3 separate regions of the Oryctolagus cuniculus genome follow, and regions 1 and 3 are each linked to region 2. Evidence: chromatin contacts called from public Hi-C and Micro-C data. All regions are on one chromosome and are shown on one strand. Each heading gives the region's core, a stretch centred on a gene start, on an enhancer-like site or on the middle of the called end of the contact. The rest is flanking DNA. Distances are from core to core; before and after follow the strand shown. Region 1 overlaps CD109 (CD109 molecule). Region 2 holds the start of COL12A1 (collagen type XII alpha 1 chain). Region 3 has its middle 180 kb from the start of CD109.

Region 1 (3,103 bases), core at 416-2,915, 1.4 Mb after region 2:
AGTTTAAGAGACATTTCTCAAATTTTATTTCAGATGTCGAAGCTCTAAATTCAGGGAAAAGCGTATCACCACACCTACTACCTGGCTAGGAAAACAGTAGGAGCTTAAGCAACAGAATTTTATGCTGATTTTGTGAAATGCAATCAGCAATTACCAGTAAAGGCATCAATCACCAGGACAGTCCTGGAGTCAAATTAAGCTCATTAGCATAACTTTCCACATACACTCATTCCCATCCAGGCATCCAAGTCTGCTTAGTATACTTTTCAGGGAGTGGGTGCACTTTGCACTGCACTAGCAGACACTGTACTTGTTCCATAACTTTTTTTTTTTTTTTTTTTTTTGACAGGCAGAGTGGACAGTGAGAGAGAGAGACAGAGAGAAAGGTCTTCCTTTTGCCGTTGGTTCACCCTCCAATGGCCGCCGCTGCAGCCGGCGCACCGCGCTGATCCTGGCAGGAGCCAGGAGCCAGGTGCTTTTCCTGGTCTCCCATGGGGTGCAGGGCCCAAGCACCTGGGCCATCCTCCACTGCACTCCCTGGCCATAGCAGAGAGCTGGCCTGGAAGAGGGGCAACCGGGACAGAATCCGGCGCCCCAACCGGGACTAGAACCCGGTGTGCCGGCGCCGCAAGGTGGAGGATTAGCCTATTGAGCCACGGCGCCGGCTTGTTCCATAACATTTTAGAAATAAAAAATCCTTCACAACCTACACTTGTTACACATTCCCAAACACTAAAGAATTATCTTTCCCCTGAGAAATGAACTTTTCCCACAAAAAATATGGATTGGCTTACTTTACCAATAGCAAGCACAATACACGTATTAGAAAGCATTTTTTTTAATTTCCTTAGTTATTCTCCGGGTTAATATTTTTATGCCCAAATTCAGATTTCAAATGCAATGCATTACTGCAAAACTCTAAGTTCTCAGACATGTATTTCACCCATTGAGAACTACCTTCCTTGGGTTTCACTTGTCATTTGTTAAATTAAAGATTAAGTACCTGATATTTTTTATATCCCAGGAGAGAAGTCACAATGTAGGCTGTGAGTGTCACAGGACTGTTATTGCCACCTTGAAGCTCACTATGGATCACTCTTCCTGGCTCCCAAAATTCACCGTTGCGTGTCTGATGTCCTTTGAGCCAAGTATATGTTCTGTGTAACACATTCTGATCGATATCTATATATGGATCAGCTTCGAGAAAACATCTTAAAACAAAAGCTGACAACCTTGGTGAAAAGGAGGAAAAATTTACAGAAAATATGCTTTATAAAATCTTCCAAATAACACTGAACAAGCAAAACATTAACAATTTTCTCCCTCAGCAGAAGATTCACCAAAGGGAGGATCACTGAAGAAGGAAAACAAGCAACAAAAACAGCAGAGAGACAGCGAGAACAACCTGCCCGACAGGTGCTCCTGGTTCCCAGGTCAACTCAGAAATCATCAGTGTGAGAAAACACCCAGAAATCAGCTGGTCCAGCTCATTATTTCATCGATTGAGAATCTGACACTCTCAGAGACTTAAGTAAACTTTCAAGGTTCCTCATCTTTGGATTGTTCTGAGCATTACCAAAAGTTTCATACAACTTCGCTTGGTCCTAAAGCCACGGAAGCAGAATATGGTTCCCAAACTGTTGGACTTTAAATGGGGATATGGATACGTTTCCTCCCCTACAAGACAAGAGTTGGCGAACTACAGCCTGCAGGACAAATCTGGCTTGCCCAAATCTGGCTCTCAGGCCAAATACACCACTGCACCCCCACATGCCACCACACCACCACCTAAGAATGGTTTTCAAAAAAAGAAAAGAGAAGAAAAGGGAGGTGGCAAAAGGCTATGCAACAGAGACTCCACCTGGCCCCAAATGCCTAAAGTATCTGCTATCTGTTCCTTTACAGAAAAAGCTGGCCAAGCCCTGCTACAGAACACTATATTGAAGTGGAAAGAGCATCAAGCAATAAGACACTCCAATCTATTTAGATCTATATCCAGACTCATGTCACGAGAAATCTAAAGCACATCTGTTTTGTCTTACACCAAAGCTTTAGTGCAGTGAACATTACTAATATTCAATAATATCCAGTTCTCTTTTACTTTGGATACACAGAGGAATTCATTTCTCTGCTCCCTTCAAGCTCGGCATAGCCAAGGGACCAACTCTGTTCACGATGAAGTGAACAGAAATGTTAACACCACTCTGGCTGAAGCCTCTAATTGCCAGCGCTCCATACTGCCACCTTCTCCTCCTGCTCTGCAAAGCCGGGAGCCTCCAGTTGGAACAGTGGGCTGGTGGCAGCCCAAGCAAAGACCACAGAGCCCCCTGCTGACCTATAGTGGAAATGCATCATGAGCAAGAAGCCTCTGAAGTTCATTCCTAAGTTTCTGAGCAATGGGTGGTTGGTAGGAAAGCACACCTAGTCTAACCTAAGAATTAGGCAGTTTGCTTCTGAGTGAAACAGGAAACAAGGTTAAATGGAAGAGGAGAGACCAGACTTCCAAAATCTGCACATGAAGATTCCATTCTAGAGGAAATACTGGATTTTCTTGACTTAATTCCTTTCTTAAAGATTTATGTATTTGAAAAGTAAAGTTACAGAGAGAGTAGAAGAGAGAGAGAAAAAAAATGAATGAATCTTCCAACTGCTTGTTCACTCCCCAAATGGTCACAGCTGCCGGAACTGAGCCAGACCAAAGCCAGGAGCCTGGAGCTTCATTCAGGTCTCACACACGGGTGCAGGGGCCCAAGCACTTGGGCCACCTTTCACTGCTTTCCCAGGCATATTAGGAGGGACCTGGATTGGAAATGGAGAAGCTGGGACTCAAACCACCACCCACATAGGATACTAGCAACATAGATGGCAGTATAACCCACTACATCACAATGCCGGCCACCCATCACTGTTTTTTACATATATATATATATATATATATATATATCTTAAAGAAATCATGTTTGCCTCATTAACACAACATATACTATAATCATGTCAATTAAGGAAGGAATTATGTCAATCACCCACTGCTTCTTACTGTTCCATCATCACAAATTATTTTATTGCTGCTTTTCCCACATACACAAAAAAGAGGATTTCTGTC
Region 2 (3,352 bases), core at 177-2,676:
AGGCAAGGTCGGAAGTTACCATGCCCAGCAGTGGGAAGGCCGAATCTGCAGACGTCAGATCAACAGGAAAGAGGGGTTTATGGTTTATGTTGGAGACAGGAGCCCCTGCTTCTATCACCGGGAGCATTTACAGGGTCGCTGCTCCACTGTTCGCTCCCCTGCAGGCCGGGCAGTGTAACCCATCACGAGATGGCACTGTCCACACCGACGTTTCTTATCACAGCCCGTCCCGCAGCGCTTTTCTGAGGCCGACGTGCGAGTGCCCTCGGCGTCTTCGCGGGCGCCCTGAGCAGCCTGGCAACCCCGAGTGCCAGCCGCCCAACTCAGGGCCCAGAGACGAGCTGTGTGGACGGGGCGAGCCGTGAAAAGAGGGGACCGTCCCTGTAGGCCCTCCAGTAGTAACTGAGGGTGCGTGTGGGGGGTGCCTTCGAGGTTTCAACCTACTGCACTTTGCCCCTTTGACCCCGCGGGGTTCCCAGGGCAGAGCTTCCGTCCAAAGCCAAGTTTTACTCCTGCCGGGCTGGGCAGAGAAATTTCTGTAGTGGAAGTAATTTGTTCCCTAGTGGCTTCCTTTTCTGGGGACCCCTGGGCTTCAACTAGTCTTCCCTCCTGGCTCAAACTAAAGATTCCCGGTTCTATCCCCAAGCTCCGGGGGAGCGAGACAGGACTGGGAAAGCCATCCCATCTCAGAGGCCCGTGCGGGCGGCTGTCCGCGTTTCCAATCGCCACTCGGAGATTGAAAAAGACAGAAGGCCCGCCGCGTGCGCAGACAGTTAGTTAATGGAAACCCTGCAAATCGGTTTTAAGTGCACCCAGGACGGAGGGGGAGGAAGGTGGAGGTGGCGTTGATGGGGCCTGGGGACAGGATGGAGTGGGGGTGCAGTGCACGGTACATCCTCGCGGTTCTGGAAACCAGTCGCTTTCCCGCTCCCCATTGTTCTTAACTTAGAAAAAAAAATCAATCTATTAAAGAAAATCGCAGGGCCAGGGAAACCCGAGCTCCCCGGCCCGCCCCAGGCGGAGGAGTCCGCGGCTCCCCTTGGCAGGGCACCCGGCTGCGGCTGTCCCCCTCTCCCCACCCGCCCTCTCCCCGCCCCCCGGCGGGGCGCTGCTACTACGGCGCTCGCCACCTCACGCCGAAGGAATGCTCGAAGTATGCACACGTTCCCAAAAGTAGACCTCCTTCACCGCCGGAGGAGCATACATCACCCGTGGCAGCCGTCCACCTTCCCAGGCGTTTCGTAACCGAGTAAACTGAGAGCTGGGAACAGCCCTCTCTCTATTAAGTAGCCCGCGGCGCGGAGTCTCTCCCCACTCGGCGAAGGCGAGCCGCTCCAGACGCGTCCGCGCGCAGCCTGCCGCGCTCCCCGGAGCTCTCCGCTCGCCCCACCACGCCCGCCGCTCCTCCGGGATCGCGCCGCCGCCGCTGCCTGTACGCCCGAGGCCGCCAGGTGCTCCCGGGGCGCAGCGCCGATTGCCCGGGCAGGCGCGGGCCACGCCGAGCGCCGGCTTCCCCGAAGCTGGGACCCACTGTCGCCGCCGCTACCTCGGTCACCGCGCCCTCAGGTCGGCCTGGCTTTTAGCGTCCTATCCTCCCACCCCGTCCTCCGCGAAGGTAGTCGGGGAGGCTCGCTTGTATCCTGCACCTTGCCGGGAGCGTCTCCCACCCCCAAATTCCGGGCAAAGAGCGTTTGGATTTGTAAGAAGCGTGCGTCAGTAGAGAGGGATTTCGTGGTGGGCTTGCGTTTCGCGGGGGAGCGAGAAATGTGGCTTTTCTTGAGAGCCCACGCAGGGCGGCGGTGCACGCCAAGCATCCCGTTGAGCAGTTCGGGTCGCGGGCAGTTTCATCCGCAGATGCTATGGAGTTCTTGGCGGAGTGCGCGGGTTCCCTGGACATTCGGTCCCCACCCTCTCCAGCGGTGGCTCTGAGGGGCCCGGGAAGGCATTTCCGAGACCCCCGCGCGCACTTTGTATGGAAGGCGGGCCAGGCTGCGCGCCCGGGTGTGCGTCCCGGCGCCTTCCTCCGCTGCTTTTCAAGTACCTACAGGGTGGGTCAGAGCCGCCCTCGGGAACTCATTCTCGGCCGGCTTCTCCCAACTTGGTGAGAAAGTCCTTCTCGGACCCCCTCCAGGGCTGCGGGACCTCTGGGGAGCGCCAATGCCGGAGAGCGCAGGGGTTGCAGCCGAGGGGCGTCCTGGCCCCCTCACGGAGCGGGGCCCGGGGAGCGGAAAAGGGACCCTGAGTCGGCATCGTCAGGGGACCCTCTGGTGACTGGTTTGGGGCTCCCTGGGACTCCGCTCCCTCGCCTCCCACCTCAGACCGCATTTTGCAGCCTTTTAAAGAATGCTGAGGAGGATGCGAGACAAGAAAGGAAAGGAGCGCCGAGCTCCTCCCTGGATGACCCGGGGACGTCCAGGTCCCGGTGGGTAGGCGAGAGGGCAGGGGTCGCGCGGGGGCCCTGTGGGGAGGGGTCCTGTGGGAGTCTCTCTGTGTGCAATTTTCAAGTAAACTTGACTCGAAAGTTAAGAACCCGGCCTCTTCCCGCGGCGAGCGGGGAGGGGCGAGCCGGCTGAAGCGGACAGGTCTCGCCTAAGCCCCCTTCTCCTTCCCCGACTCATTTTCATTCATGGGGGTGAAGTGAGGAGAGCCCACGCTGCCACGTCGAGGCAGCCACTTCCAGACGTGTATGTCTGAGAATGCTCAATGGGCTGTTGCTAGGCATTCCGATAAATGTTTTGGCTAAGAAAGAGAGAATTTCTGTTTTAAACGTATATGGTCGGAATGCCGGGCGGGCTGGCGGGCTGGCGGGCTGGCGGGTATTCTGCGGCGAGGTGATTCATTTTTGCCTGTGAGCCAGGCCGTCGATAGGTGGCGCTCCAGGCCCAGGCAGCGGCGCGCCCATTCTGGTTTTTATTGAGGATTCAGCTGTGGCTTTTTTTTTTTTTTTTTTTTTTTTAATCTGCACACAGCTTTTCGGTGGATCGATTGTCAGCGTTTAACTTTTCGCGAGAACGGCTGCCAACTGCGTTGGAAATTATTATAGCAAAGCTAAGGCCAGATGCCGGGAACAATGGGCCAGTTTCACCTCTCGCTTTTCATGGGTGGAGAGGAGGGTTAGAAATGTCAAACAGTTGTTAATTAGGAAGAAAGATCTTGCTAGAGCCGGAGTGTAGCGCCAACGTCTTCATCTTGGCTTCATAAAAAGGAGCTCCGGGCGATTTGGCACGCCTGCTCATTAGACATTTAAAATACAATTTACACCCAGGCTGAGGGAAGCTGCCCGAATGCCTTGTGCCAATACTTTGGAAAGACGTGGTTGGAGATTGTCAGCTTCCTTTCTCAGGGAGGGCTT
Region 3 (3,454 bases), core at 272-2,771, 1.4 Mb after region 2:
ATGATTTCTCTTTCTCACAGCAATATCTAAGGCAAAAACCTATGATTATTAAGCAATTGTCACCAACATGTTACTTCCCCAAAATAAACTGCACTGAGGAGAAAATGGAATGTTCTCTTACTCAGTTTTGTTTGCAATTGGGATGGCTAATTTTTTTCATGTCTAATTAGCAAGACACAGGACTTCGCCCATCCATATGCAACACAGGACACACATACACACACATATACACACACACACGTGTTTCTGGAAAGTATTGCCATACCCTCAAGCCCTGGCTGTCGGCTGTAATGTCTGTTCCTTCAACCAATGACTCACACAGCTCAGGGTCCCAGAGTTCTTGAAAAAACCCTCTTTCAACACAGGGATGAAGACCATGCAATTAATATCTGACATTATTTAACCTTGTCTTGGGTAGAAAGCAAAGAACCTGTGGCAACCTTTTTTGACTGGTCTTTGTCTCTTGGTATCCTAAAACTTCTCTCTCATCACAGAGTAAGACCTGGCCAAGAAAGAGGAAACATCCCACATCAAAATAACTTGAACTCAGGAAACCAGAGATTCAGCTCCTGCCTTGACTTGAACTGTGACTTTGGGAACATCACTTAACCTCTCTGACCCGGGTTTCTGGTTTCCTCCTGAAAACTGTTGGGCCAGTGAGTCAATTCTAAGTTGGTATGAACTATAATGAATCATGTTCTTGACTGCCCCCTCCTAGTGACTGTCAGATGTGAGACAACTTTGTTAAGGGGGCAGGGGTGGACTTGACGGCAGCTCTCTGTAGCATTCTGTGTTACAAGAAATTCCTGCTCTGGGTACCCGAGAGGAATCCATCATCACCTTGAGAGTGGCGATGAACAAAGGCTGTCAAGGGAAAGCCATGGGCCTTGTCAACCTGACTACAAATTCCTGCTGCCCTGTCTCATCAATCAAAGCTGCCTCTTCTACATTGGCCTCACATGGAGGCAGGGCTCTCAGAACCTTACAGCCTTAACTCTGGCTTGAATTCCTTTCACTGCAGCTTAAACAGGAGAAAATGATTGACAAAGAGGTCATCTTGTTGAGTGGTGCGATTCTCTCACCTTCAGCCTCCTCCCTGTGTCCCACCCTTCATCTCTGCCTGGAGTGTCCTCAGGCAAGACAGTGAGGTCCAGGGGAAGGCAAGAGCTTCCTCTCCCACCCCTTGATTTCCAGTTTCCCCTGTAAGGACCACTTTCCCAAATTTTGGCCTCTTAGGAGAGATGCAACCCCCATCCCAGAATCTTCCCTTCACACCGGGACAACTGTATCACAAACAAGCATTCCTTTCAAGAAAGGGAGGAAGAAAGCACTCAGTCTTGTGGGGAATTTCTAGACAGGTCTCCCATGAGAGAGGATTTTCCTGGATTCCCGTAAGATATTTTTATACTGAGAGGCTAGTTCACCGTGGAAAGAAGCATGTGGGAGTCTCCGGTTGTACAATGAAGATGAGAAGCTTTCCAGGCAAGCGAATCTCCATGGATGAGTCCAGGTTGCTCTGTGTCAGTTCTGTTTATTCTTCTGGGGCTGTGAGGATAAAGGAAGCAGCACAGGGCGGAGACAGGAGAAAACCTCCAATTGCAAGGCAAAAGTAGGTGGAAAAAGATAGTAATAAATAATTGTTAGATGATTAGTCAAGTCGCTTTGATTCCATTTGGAGATTAAAATTCCACAAATTCTAGGTCAAACCTTACTTGTTGTAACTTATTCCATAACCAAAACAGGCTAGAAGAATGACAGAATTTGGCAGTAGTACCTCTTTCTAAACTGTCCAACCATTAATGATCTCTTGGGTTTTGAAATCAAGATTTACTATTATAAAAGTCAGAAAGCTACTCCCATTCTGGACATGTCTTTTTCCAAGAATAACAAATGATTATGCATAAATTACAAGCCAAAATAAGGCATCCTAAACAGTATACAGTAATATGAGTGAGCAGACTATTTAATAATATTATTATCTGTTTGCACAAAAAGAAGAAAAAGCCCACAGATCTCATTTCATTTTTAGAGCACAACAGGAATTTTAAAATTAGACAAGTTGGTGAGTTTTCTTTCCTTTGATCCTACTCTGCTCTCTAGTGGCAATTTATTGTTATTACATACAAGATGATCATCAGAATAGTCGTTCAGTTTTCACTGTTAGGGTTAACTCTACTATTTTTAATAAATCTTAAAAATCTTAAACTTGGCAGTCCTTAAAATCAACTTAATAGATACATTTTCCTATATGATAAAAGTTCATGATTGTTTTATATGATAAAAGTTCATGATCTTAAAGCTGCTTTACCCAAAATATTTTCCTTGGAAAACTCCCAGAGAGAGATATTCTGCAGTAAATAACAATCATCATGTGGTGGTCTGTAAGTTTGAAAAGTGGGGAATATAATATCCTTCTCCAGCAGTCACTGTGCACTTACTCCTCATGTAGGAGCTCTGTCCTTAATGTGCTGTGCATTGAGATTTAATGCTATAACAAGTACTCAAACAATATATTTCACTTTGTGTTTCTATGGGGGTGCAAACGATTGAAATCTTTACTTAATGCATACTAAACTGATCCTCTGTAAAAAAAAAAAAAAGAAAAGAAAGAAATTATCAACTCCCAACTGGACTCTCACTGGGATTAAACATGACAATAGGTCTGATCTGATTTCATCATCATTTAAAAAAAATCATCTATTATTTTTCACTTTATGTTTCTGTGTGGGAACAAACTGTTGAAATCCTTACTTAATGTATACTAAGCTGATCTTCTGTATATTAAGATAATCGAAAATGAATCTTGATGTGAATGGAAGGGGAGAGGGAGTGGGAAAGGGGAGGGTTGTGGGTGGGAGGGACGGTATGGGGGGGGAGCCATTGTAATCCATAAATCGTACTTTGGAAATTTATATTCATTAAATAAAAGTTAAAAAAATAATATCCTTCTCCTAGAATTCAAAATATGCATTACCATATTAAAGATTAATCCTACAGCAATGACAATGTTGTGATTTCCTAAACTTTGCCATGAAACAGTTTTTTCCACAGTAGATCTGTTGGCATCCTTTAAAGCATATCTTGGGAAGTGACAACATGTAGGCATTGTTCCAAACTCTACTGTTTTCTTTTCATAATGACTAAGAATTTCCTTCTTTTACATCTTCTTCCTTTGGCACACCTGTTTCTCTCCATTGTATCAAATTCAGTTCTTTCACTTGAGCAGTCAGGTTGGCAAGGTGACGGGTGCTCCATTCCTAAGACCCCAGCGAGGCATCAGAATCAAATCCTTGAACAGCTACTCAGCAGTAAGAGCAAATGAATGTTGATACACACAACAACTTGGATGATCTTAAGGGCATTTTGCTCCATGGAAAAAAATCTCCAAAGGTCACATCCTGCATGATTCATGTATATAACATTCTCAAGTGACAACAGCTGAGATGAAGAGTGG

Evidence for each region. A called contact is a pair of places that touch in the nucleus more often than the background predicts.
Region 1: a Micro-C map of ear pinna shows a contact between it and region 2, with 6 times the contacts expected there. The contact joins the enhancer-like site here to the promoter of COL12A1 in region 2. A contact is called at or near these places in 2 of 6 Hi-C or Micro-C datasets (ear pinna and an unstated tissue).
Region 3: a Hi-C map of psoas muscle shows a contact between it and region 2, with 11 times the contacts expected there. The contact joins the enhancer-like site here to the promoter of COL12A1 in region 2. A contact is called at or near these places in 3 of 6 Hi-C or Micro-C datasets (ear pinna, psoas muscle and an unstated tissue).

The regions. Positions count from the first base shown.
Region 1 is chr5:98,716,891-98,719,993 of mOryCun1.1, forward strand. CD109 (CD109 molecule) reads right to left here. Exons shown (of 33, transcript XM_070073883.1): 25 at 1,004-1,232. Among named protein-coding and RNA genes, the nearest start is that of CD109, 150 kb to the right of the region's middle. Within about 2 kb of position 1,666, at least 1 of the 8 cell types and tissues checked has an H3K27ac peak or open chromatin away from gene starts, as enhancers often do. A contact at or near this core is called in ear pinna, where this site is marked.
Region 2 is chr5:97,314,550-97,317,901 of mOryCun1.1, forward strand. It overlaps COL12A1 (collagen type XII alpha 1 chain), which reads left to right and starts at 1,427. Exons shown (of 51, transcript XM_051855519.2): 1 at 1,427-1,566.
Region 3 is chr5:98,678,585-98,682,038 of mOryCun1.1, forward strand. No RefSeq gene overlaps it. Among named protein-coding and RNA genes, the nearest start is that of CD109, 180 kb to the right of the region's middle. Within about 2 kb of position 1,522, at least 1 of the 8 cell types and tissues checked has an H3K27ac peak or open chromatin away from gene starts, as enhancers often do.